Linked DNA regions of Zea mays: region 2 is linked to region 1. A link is a contact called in public Hi-C data. All regions are on one chromosome and are shown on one strand. The core of a region is the stretch at or near the end of the contact, and the rest is flanking DNA. Distances in the headings are between cores, read along the strand shown. Region 1 holds the start of LOC100285115 (phenylalanine ammonia-lyase). Region 2 holds the start of LOC100276301.

What was found. A called contact is a pair of places that touch in the nucleus more often than the background predicts.
Region 2: a contact with region 1 is called in a Hi-C map of ear, with 1.8 times the contacts expected there. The contact joins the promoter of LOC100276301 here to the promoter of LOC100285115 in region 1. A contact is called at or near these places in 2 of 25 Hi-C or Micro-C datasets (ear and leaf mesophyll).

What each region holds. Positions count from the first base shown.
Region 1 is chr4:148,640,264-148,645,940 of Zm-B73-REFERENCE-NAM-5.0, reverse strand. LOC100285115 (phenylalanine ammonia-lyase) reads left to right here and starts at 1,899. Exons shown (of 2, transcript NM_001158010.2): 1 at 1,899-2,532; 2 at 4,928-5,677. The coding sequence starts at 2,123.
Region 2 is chr4:149,173,748-149,179,313 of Zm-B73-REFERENCE-NAM-5.0, reverse strand. It overlaps LOC100276301, which reads right to left and starts at 3,420. Exons shown (of 5, transcript NM_001374050.1): 1 at 2,980-3,420. The coding sequence starts at 3,234.

The sequences.
Region 1 (5,677 bases), core at 650-3,149:
ATGTCTGTTCCTGTATCTACTGTCTCTTTGGAGTATTGTTTCAGTTTGACAGGGAGGATAATTGAGGAGCGACGACGACGCTTATTGCCTGAGAATGTGGAGATGCTGACTTGCTTAAAAGATTGGGAATTAGGAGAAAAGAGAGAACAACATGCTGTTGACAATCCAGAGCTTGAGGACTCATTCCAGAACTTATTTCTTGATGAAGATGAACATGTTGCTGCTTAGTGTCTTTTGGTATTTACTACTTAGTTCTAGACTTCTAGACTGTGATGTGGTCATCTGATCTGTGCTTTCACTGCTTTGTGCCTTTGTCATTGAGTGATTGTGAGATAGTCATTTTGTATTGTAATATACATTTGTAACACATACAAACTTAGTGATTAAACTTTGAGCTGGCTGCACTCTTTTTTCCTTTCTAGGGTTTCTCACAAGGGTGAGTTTTACCTAGAAAGGTTTTTAATGAGGCAGCATTGCACAAAACAACTCATTTATTATATTTGTCTATATTTTCTGCTGTTTTTTAACTTTGGTTAAATTTATCTATATTTTCTGCTGTTTGGGAACATTAGCGGGCTGGCACTGGCACGACCCGTTTTTTTGAGCGTGCCTAGCGGGCTGGTCCGACACAAAAAGTGGCCCAGAGGGCCGTGCCTGGGCCAACGGCCAGGCACGTGGGCTCTCTAGGCACGGCCCGTTCAGCCCGTATACCCGGGCCGGCCCGTTGGCTGATGGGCCGTGCTTCCCCGGGCCCGTGCCGGGTCGTGTCGGGCCGGCCAGTTGGCCATCTACAGTGATAATAGTGCTGGTACAAACAAACAAACAAATAAGTAAATAATACTAGACCGCCGCTTTCAACAATATTTTACGCCTTTGGTTTTTTTTTTCTTTCTAGGAAGAAATACAATTCCTCCTTGGTCCAAAATGTTGAATCGTGGAATATTTCATGCACGACACGGTTCTCTGAACTTGGGAACAACAATGAGTGTTTGCCACAACATTTCCAGTGAATGACTTGGTTGAGTTGGTTCACACAACGAAGTGCTTCATGGGGGACTAGTGCTGCTGGTGAAGTAGTAGTTAACAGATTGCATGCTGCGCCAGATCTGGAGCGCCTTTCTTTCCTTGGACGTTCTCCTGCTGGTGCAGAATTATATGGGGGCAACTTGACCTCGCGATACTTGAGTCGAGTACTTGATTCTCCATTTTTTCCCCCTGTTTACTCCAATCGGCCGGTTATCAGAGTCGGGCAGAAATTGCAACCAAAGCAAAACAAGCGCGCAGTTTCTGGACGGTTGATGTGTACTTGCTTGATGCCCTAGAGCTAGAGGCCACAGCTGAGAGGGAGTCGTGAGTGCTAACGTAACGAAGTGGACTCGTCATTTCGTGCCATTTCTAGTGACATACTTGCAGCATCTGCAATCTCCCAGTGGTTGCGTGTGTAAGCCTGTAAGGTCCGGGGCAACGGACCGGACCAACTCGACACCCGACTGACCGAGACCTAATACTTGGGCAATAGCTCGCGTCCAGTCCAGACACACACGGGCTCCCCCCACCAAGCCCGTCGCACTCAGTGGCCACCCACCACCAGCCCACCTCCGGGCGCAACCGCGTCTGGTGCGGTGCCGTGCGCCCGTCGTCCGGCGGCAACCAGACTACCCAGAGCCCCGTCGAGCAGACGGGCCGGCGCCGGGTCAATGTCGAGTGTCGTATTCCCAGGCAGGCGGCCATGCGACGACCGGCTGCGCGCGGGCCAAGCTGCCAGCGCCGGCGGCAGAAGGTTGGCCGGCCCATCCAAGGGACAGGGAGGCGTCGTCGCGGAGTCAGCTCGGCCCGCCAACAACCTACCCCGGTGCCATGCCAGTCTCTGATCTGACCCCAACAACCTCCCCCTCCCACCCGTGGCCACGCTATTTATTAAGCCCGCCCTCCCCCGCACCGTTCTCCTCAGGACGAAGAGCCTACCTTTCCCCAGCTCTTCGTCTACAGCACTGCCACATTAGTAGTTAGTTACCAGCAGTACTACTCTTGTGTAGTAGCTTTTAATTTCCCCCAGCTAGCTAGCTAGTTTCTACTTCCGTCCGCGCGCGCTCATCTGCGCACGCACGTGTCCCCGTCCGCAATGGAGTCCGAGGCCGGCCTGCTTGTCCGCTCCTCCCTGAACGGCGAGGGCCTGTGCATGCCGGCGCCGCGCGCCGACCCGCTGAACTGGGGCAAGGCCGCGGAGGGCCTGTCCGGGAGCCACCTGGACGAGGTGAAGCGGATGGTGGCGGAGTTCCGCGACCCGCTGGTGAAGATCCAGGGCGCCAGCCTGAGCGTCGCGCAGGTGGCCGCCGTGGCCGTGGGCGCCGGGGGCGGCGAGGCCCGCGTGGAGCTGGACGAGTCCGCTCGCGAGCGCGTCAGGGCCAGCAGCGACTGGGTCATGGGCAGCATGATGAACGGCACCGACAGCTACGGCGTCACCACCGGCTTCGGCGCTACCTCCCACCGCCGCACCAAGGAAGGCGGCGCGCTCCAGAGGGAGCTCATCAGGTCAGACCACTCTTCAGTTCTGACTCAGCCGTGTTCAGTTTGGATTGTTAGTTTCCGCAGTTAGATTAGATGCTCCTATCAAACAGTGTTAGCGGTTTATTCACGAGGTCCTGCTGCACCGCAGGCGCAGCGTCGCGCCAGCTGCGCCTGCATGTGCTAGTAGCCATGTGCTAGTTGCATGTGCTAGTTCTTCAGTTCTGACTTGGCCAGCTGCATGTGCTAGCTGTTCACGGGATCCCATCAGTTACTGAAACAAGAAATACAGTATTTCCTTTTTTTTTCGGGGTGTTGTAGTTAGTTGTGCTAGTAGCTAGCTAGGTCGTTGGTGGGTTGGCATAAACGTTAAACTACCTCAAACTTTTTATCCCATAGATAGATAGTTCACATCATTCGTGCCTACAACCTTTACGAGTACAGTAGTAGTATACTCCGCTACCAATCCTATACACTATCATGTACTCTCTCTCCCTTTTAAACTTTTAGCTGTCTTACTTGTCGGTTTGTTTCATTCAAAAAAATTTATATAAACATTATATTGGTTTTATTAACAATAGTATTTTAATAATAATTTCTTCACTTTATTGTTTAAGGATTGGATAAAACAAATAGTTAAATATGATGGGTGCCACTACCAAACTTGGGTGCACGCGTACACCCAAACTTGTGCCACTACCACCGTACGGGCGGGCCACTCCTGTCCCACCGACCATACCAGCATATAGTTGGCCGGGTCGCTGATCGCCAGCGCGGCCTACCAATTTTTTTAAAAAAACGTGGCAGGAACACTGGCTACGCTCGCGGCACGCTCAACGTGGCCACTGTACGTGGGTTCGCGGTGGATAGAGATGGCCACTGAACGTGGGTTCGCGACCGTCACGTCGTCGCCGCTGAAACGTTAGGTAAGCCCGCGTGTTCACGTCGCACGAGCTGCTCGTGCACGGGCAGGGGCAGCACAGCGTCCGGCACGGTCATCGGAACATGCATGGGCGCCTTCAGATCTGGAACACGTTTTTTTACCACTGCCCAGGCCCAGCAAACATATGAGTTGCATCTTCGGAGTTTCTCTTTCCGCTTTTATCCTACTTAACGAAAAAAAAAACCTAGATCATGGACGTGTCATCAACGAAACAACCATATACTACAAATGAAAATCAGTAAGCAGTCAACTACTCATAGCATGTGGAAGTATTCCATTCGAAGTTTCAAACTGCCCAGATCCATGTAGCTTTCCTTACACTAGGGGGTGTTTTGAAAGATATAATAGTTTTAAAAATATTTTTAATTTAAATAATAAACAAAATAACTTATATAAATGTTTTCGCAAAGTTTATTGTTTCATCTTCACGATTTTCTAAAACACCTAATAACTTATTTTATAACTTTACTAAATTTTTTTTGGAACTGAACCTATCTCCCAAGTCCCAAACATGGCCAGTCTCATTTTTTCCCTCACCTACCACCAAGCTGGAAAAAGACGAAATGAAGCAAAGAATATTTTACCGGCACCGACAAGTCCACGTGCACGTCCGTTTGTACGAATCCACTATTTCGTACGTTGCGACTAGAAAACCTACCGTCTGACTATGGCCCCGGTTCCTTTAGTCACCGAATCCACTATTTCCTAAGGTCTAATTTGGAACCATTCAGATTTTAAGAAACTAGTTTATAAAATTAAGTTGATTTCAAACATATAAGTTTATAGCTCAGTTTATAAAATTTAGATTCACAGTTTCTTAAATTTCAAGAAGATAGCCTCTTTTAGCTAAAAAATAAAAACTAATTTTCAGAAAATAAATTGCTTCCAAATAAAAACTAAAAGTTACTAAAAGTGCTGGTTTGATTCTAGCGACTAAAATTAGTTAAAAGACGCATATATTGACGGTTTTACCTATAATTAATGTATGCACATGCGCTGGTCATCACTAGGCATCATATTGTTCTCCCTAATCAATGCATGGATAACTGAGCCAGGAAGGGTAAGGGGTGGAGAAAGTTATTTTAGTTTCTAGGGCTAGTGTGTAAACTCAAATCTTCTTTTATAATCCAAGAGATTGAGGGAAAAATAAGTTTTCAGCCCTTAGTCTCTTTTAATCACTGTTTGGTTCTTTAGTGACTAAATTAAAGTTTAATTACTAAATTTTAGTCATCTGAACCAAACAAGACCTATGTATGTACTCATCTGAAGTCACAAAACAGTTATTTAAAACGGCAAGCATAAACTAAGCTTTAGAACTTACTCTAATAAAGTGGAGTAAAACATTAACTTTGACTCTTGTTTGATCCATGCCATTGTTCAAGGTTATCGTAAACTCTGACCAAATTTATTGTTCAACATTTTACCGATACCACTGGCGGCTCCGAATTGACCTCAACTCTGTCTCGTTTCGTCTGACAGATTCCTCAATGCCGGCGCGTTCGGCACGGGCGCCGACGGCCACGTGCTGCCGGCGGAGGCCACCCGCGCGGCGATGCTCGTGCGCGTCAACACCCTCCTCCAGGGCTACTCCGGCATCCGCTTCGAGATCCTCGAGGCCATCGCCAAGCTGCTCAACGCCAACGTCACGCCGTGCCTGCCGCTCCGGGGCACCATCACCGCGTCGGGCGACCTCGTCCCGCTCTCCTACATCGCCGGCCTCATCACGGGCCGCCAGAACTCCGTGGCGGTGGACCCCGATGGCAGGAAGGTGGGCGCCGCGGAGGCGTTCAAGATCGCGGGCATCGAGCATGGCTTCTTCGAGCTGCAGCCCAAGGAAGGTCTCGCCATGGTCAACGGCACGGCCGTGGGCTCTGGCCTTGCGTCCACCGTGCTCTTCGAGGCCAACGTGCTCGCCGTCCTGGCCGAGGTCATCTCCGCAGTGTTCTGCGAGGTCATGACGGGCAAGCCGGAGTTCACCGACCACCTCACGCACAAGCTGAAGCACCACCCCGGACAGATCGAGGCCGCCGCGGTCATGGAGCACATCTTGGAAGGCAGCTCCTACATGAAGCTGGCGAAGAGGCTCGGCGAGCTCGACCCGCTGATGAAGCCGAAGCAGGACAGGTACGCGCTCCGCACCTCCCCGCAGTGGCTCGGCCCACAGATCGAAGTCATCCGCTTCGCCACCAAGTCCATCGAGCGCGAGATCAACTCCGTCAACGACAACCC
Region 2 (5,566 bases), core at 2,171-4,670, 530 kb before region 1:
CCACTTCAGCTTCATGCTTACTCTGATGCTACCTGGGCCAGTGATCCTACAGATCGCCGCTCCATTACTGGTTACTGTATTCTTCTTGGATCATTCCCTGTTGCTTGGAAATCCAAGAAGCAAGCTATTGTATCTAGATCTAGTACTGAAGCAGAACTTCGAGCCCTGGCTACTACTACTGCTGAGATTATCTAGATTCGTTGGCTCTTGGTCGATCTAGGCGTTTCTTGTGACTCACCTACGCTTCTTCACTGTGACAACACTGGAGCTATACAAATTTGTCATGATCCAGTGAAGCGTGAACTCACAAAACACATTGGCGTTGATGTCTCATTCACTAGATCTCATTGTCATCAGAAGACCATTGATCTTCAATATGTGCCCTCAGAATTACAGCTTGCATATTTCTTCACAAAAGCATAAACTAGGGCACAACATCAGTTTCATCTAATCAAACTCAATGCTTCAAATCCTCCACTTCCGCCTTGAGTTTGACAGGGGGTGTTAAGGCCCATAAAGCCCATATATTCTTGTCTGCCTATATATATGCTACAGTACCCGAGGGGGTAATCATCTCGCCAAATCAAGGTTAGTTACAAGTACATGGTAGACATTTGCATAACTGATGAATGTTATGAACATAGATGCACTCACAAGATAGTCCTGATACTCGTCCTCCCATAGGAGGCCCTAGGAGTAAACCAGATCTATTCTTCTTGCTTACTTGCTAATGACCTCCACCTCATTATATAGAGGTGGCCAACCTAACCCTAATGACCTAGCTTATGGGCTTAAGGCCCATAACAGCCTCGACTCGAAAACTAAAACGACACTAATACTAAGTCTTTTACATCTCGACTTAGTATTTTATTCTCCTAAAACAATTAATTTAGAGTTGTAAAAAGAAAATAGTGGGACAGAGCCTATTTACTTTGCCAATTTGGTCCAAATCGGGACCAATCCGGCCCATTCATGGAAGGCCTGGCCCAGATTGGAACCCTATGCAGCTAGCTTGGCCACCACGAGCAGACCGCCAGGCGGGGGAGGACCGGCCGCCACCGGATGGCTCGCCCACCCACCTCAATGTCGAGCTCCCTGAGGGTCTTTTTTCGCCTCCTCGCGCCGTGCGGGGTGCTGCCCTCCTCGTCGCCCTTCTCTACGTTCTGCCTCCTCATCGACCTCGCTAACTTCCTCGGCGCCGCCTTCGACTTAGCCTTGATGGCCGAACAATCCCGCGACTGTGGAAGCCACGCGTCACGGAGGGGCCGCTCCACCCGCGAGGGCCCTGCGGCGGTGCCCCTCAGCCTCTGATCCCAATCCAGCCGCGACAGAGGATGCGGTATTGTGGCTCCGCGCCTCGACGGACAAGCTAGAGGAGCGTCTGCTCAAGCGGTTGGACAAGGCATATGAGGCTACGTTGGCCCCACGCACCAACCTCTCAGACCCCGGTCACGCCGGCGAGGGCGAATTTGCCGACCTCCGGTGCCTTGAGTACTCCCTCGCGGGGCTCGTTTGCCTCCTCCAAAGCAACGGCGCCGCTGCCCATGTGGCCGCCTCTGCCAGCACCCAGGCCACCTTCACCACTCATGCCCACGCTGCCTGCGCCCAAGCCGCCTGTGGTAGCAGCAGAGGAGCCAACCCATGCCTGCTGGAGCTTGGCCAGGCGAGCGTCGTGGGAATCCAGCCTATTGTTTATGGTTTGCAGCTGCGCTAGTATGCGATCAAGTTTCTCCGCAACATAGAGGGTCTCCACATCGTCGTGCATGCCGCCATGGTGGCGATGCGCGCGTAGTGGCTCCGATACCAATTTGTTATGAACACAAATGCACTCGCAAGATAGTCCCGGTACTCGTCCTCCCGTAGGAGGCCCTAAGAGTAAACCAGATCTATTCTTCTTGCTTACCTGCTAATGACCTCCACCTCTCATTATATAGAGGTGGCTACCCTAACGGTGGCTAACCTAACCCTAATGACCTAGCTTATGAGCTTAAGTCCCATAACAGCCTGTAACATGAACTGAATATTTTTTTCTGTGAACTTCAAAAGATTTAGTATAGACCGATGTTCTTAAGGAATTAAGGTGGTATGGCATCCTTGGGACGGTATGCCTTGTCACCTAGGTATTGCCTTGAGGACACTACCATAGGCAATATATGGTTACTGACAACCAGAAATTACAAAGGAAAAAAACGAACAGAACTAGGTATCTAAACATGTAATCCTGACAAGAAATCACAGTACACATCCATGTATCTATTTTCCAGCAGGAGTATTTCACTCTAAGGGCTAATTTGGAAACACCGTTTTCCCAAGGGATTCTAATTTTCCCAAGGGAAATTAGTTCATTTTCCCTTGGGAAAATTAGAATCCCTTGGGAAAACGGTGTTTCCAAACTAGCCCTAAACGTTGGAAGCTGAAAGAACAATGGAATGATTACTACAGAACTGATTAACGACAGAATTATCGTATTCACCGGTGATGCTAGGCATGAATCTTCGTATCATGTGAGAAACCCCTCTTTAACTCGCTGGTAACGTACTGCAGCACGGAAAGACCATACATGTATCATAACTCGGATACAGTCCGTAAGATATCTAAAAAACACAAGGCATCTAATGCAAGTAAAGTGGTTGCCCTTTTACCCTTGGTCGAAATAAAAGAGAGGCATCCACATTTTTAAGGAAGTCATCTTTGGGGCGTCATCTTTTCTGTTGTTCGTCTCCCGCGCCATTATAAGCTAATCTCAAGCATTAGAGTAATAATTCACCGTATGCAGCAAACAGTGCCTAGGGATCGGTTACCGGAACACGCGTAACAGACACCGTCTCATATTGTGAGCAAACTCTCCTCCACGATAACAATTCGAATGACCACGAATCCAAAGACGAGCAAAACCGCTACCCGCATCACCAAATCATCTCCAAACATTGGGTGGGAACAGAAAACAAGAGGGGCGAAAGAAGGAAAACACGTGGAGACCTCGGCGAGGACGGAGAGTACGATGAGGTTCCGCACGGCGCGGCGCGAGAACTGCGTCCGCCGGCGCATCCGCGCGTGCACGGCTGCCTCCTCCTTGGACAGGTACTGCAGCCGCTTCTCGAAGTCCTCGCGGCCACCGAAGAGCGCCCGCCACACCCTCCCCAGCACCCCGCCCTGCTTGCCCTTCTCCTTCGCCTCCGCCGCCTCGGGCGGGGCCGGTGCCCCCGCCTCCGCTTCCGCCTGGGTAGAGGCCATGGATTGCCTTGCGGATCCGCGTGGCGCTGGATCCGATGGGGAGGAGAGAGGAAGTGGCTCGCGCGGGATGGCTGGCCAACCTCTTGTTGGACGCGACCCCAATGGAAGGAGGAAGAAGAGAGGGGTTTCGGGTTTGGGCCTTTGGGGCTGGATCTTTCTCTCGAGAGCGCCCCCCGTGGCCGTGGCTGGATCCCGGACTCCCGGCGCTGTAGACCTGGTGTAGCTTTTTGCTTTTGGGTGGCTCGGTCGATCCTCGTAGCAGCTCATCCAACTCTGCAAGTGGGGGCGTCGACTCGAGAAATGGCAGGGACGCACGCGTGAAACCACCGAGACTGCAAAGGGTATTCAGGCCAACTGCAAAAGTGCCCCAACTAGTGACTTGCTCATGCATTACCACGGATTTTATATATCATATTAGTATATTTTATTTAAATAAGATACAAAAATATATATTCCATTAATTATGTGGGTAAAAGCGTGAAAACAACAATAAAAGTATAAACTCTTATTTGTATATAATTTTAATTTATTTTTTTGTATTACGTGGAAAATGGAAGGTGACGCCGTAGAAATTGGTGATTTATATATAGTAGAGATAGAAATTTTGGAAATGAACTTCGTTTCTGTAAAATTGTATCTTTTTTTTTGAAATTGAAGCTTTCGTCTATTTCGTTAACAACCACTAACAGTGTTAGATTAAATATATAAAAAGATGACAATTGCCTTATATTGCACTCGTTATTGCAAATTTGACCTCATCTTCACAATGCAATAGATTTATTCTTAAAAATGATTTATACGATTTAATATATTTTAACAATGCAACAATGGACTACGTATACTAATTGAAATATGCAAACACATCTCATTGCAGCTCTCACATTCGTAATCTTCAGATAGGGGTGGTAATGGATCATGGCCCTAATACTTGGTTCACAAACCAACAAGATCTTTAATTTTGTTAGTTCAAAATTGTATTGTTTTATGATCCGACCCTAACTTGATTCAATCCTTAAATTTGCTAGGCTAAACTAAATGACCCATTACCACCCCTATCTTCAGACCCACACGGATAGAAAATTGAGGTCGACTGTTTGGGACTTGTGAGTTGTGACTTCTGTGTGTGGTAGAGCTAGATGAAACACTGGTAGCTTGTCGGCTAGCTCGATTTGTGGTCAGCTTGCATCGGATCGTTTGAATTTTTTTCACGAAATAAGTTGACATCCTAGCTCGGTTCATGAACAAGCAAGCTCGTGAGCTAAATGAGTTATCACATTTCAGCAAAATAAAAATATATACATATCATTTACGTTTCAATTGATGAACATGTTATATATATATTTGGTGTCTACGACCTATGAGTTAAACTGATGATTGATGAACTGTGTCTATGTGGTAAATTAGTCTATGTGAATATGAATGTGGGTTAAATTGATGAACATGTGTGTGAGTTGTAAATTGATGATGAATTGATGAGTTTAATTTGGTGTTGCATTGATGTAGTCTACGAAACTATGTGTATAATTACTATTTTCTATTGTTAAATTAATTTAAAATTAACTAGAAAATAATTATATATATATGTTGCTTTTTCGAACGTGGCTCACGAGCTAAACGGATCAGTTTGGCTACAAGCGGACGAGCCGAGCTCGAGCTGGCTCTATAACTCGTTAGTTTAACGAGTTGAGTTGAGCCAGCTCATTAGTTTAACGAGTCAACTTAAATTCGGACGGGTCAAACCGAGCTGGCTCGATATCCAGCTCTAATTCGTGGCCATGCAAGCCACAAATGTGAGGGACTGCTGCAATGAGATATGTTTGTATCTGGTATGCAATATTTTTTTTAGATCGAGACGGTGTAATGCAAAGAAAAGCTTAAGACAAAATTAAGAAGCTGAGTGTCCAAGTAGTAGAATCGGAATGAAAGAAATATAAAGAAGCGATCTAGATACTCATTTATTTACGGGAACGAATACAAATATTAAGGTTGTATTCAGTAGATTGCGTAAATTAGGGGACGTGAAACTATATAGCATATTCGTTTGGTTTTAATTTGTACCGATTTTTACTGTTTTCTATAGTGTTTTGTCTTTATAAATTATAATAAGTTTAAATAAGACTTTAATTCTCAGCGAACAGGCTAATAGGGAACGAGAAAAAAAATGAGATATGTGAGGCTAACGATTAACGACACGCGTTCGGGATGATATCTCTGTAGTGGGTTATTGTCACACGTCACGTGTGGTGTGTCGGCTCCAAACCGTTTGGATCGAGCCCGTTCCCTGGAGACCGGCGGTTTGGACGACTCGGGTCTGGTCGTTTGAGAATCTGTC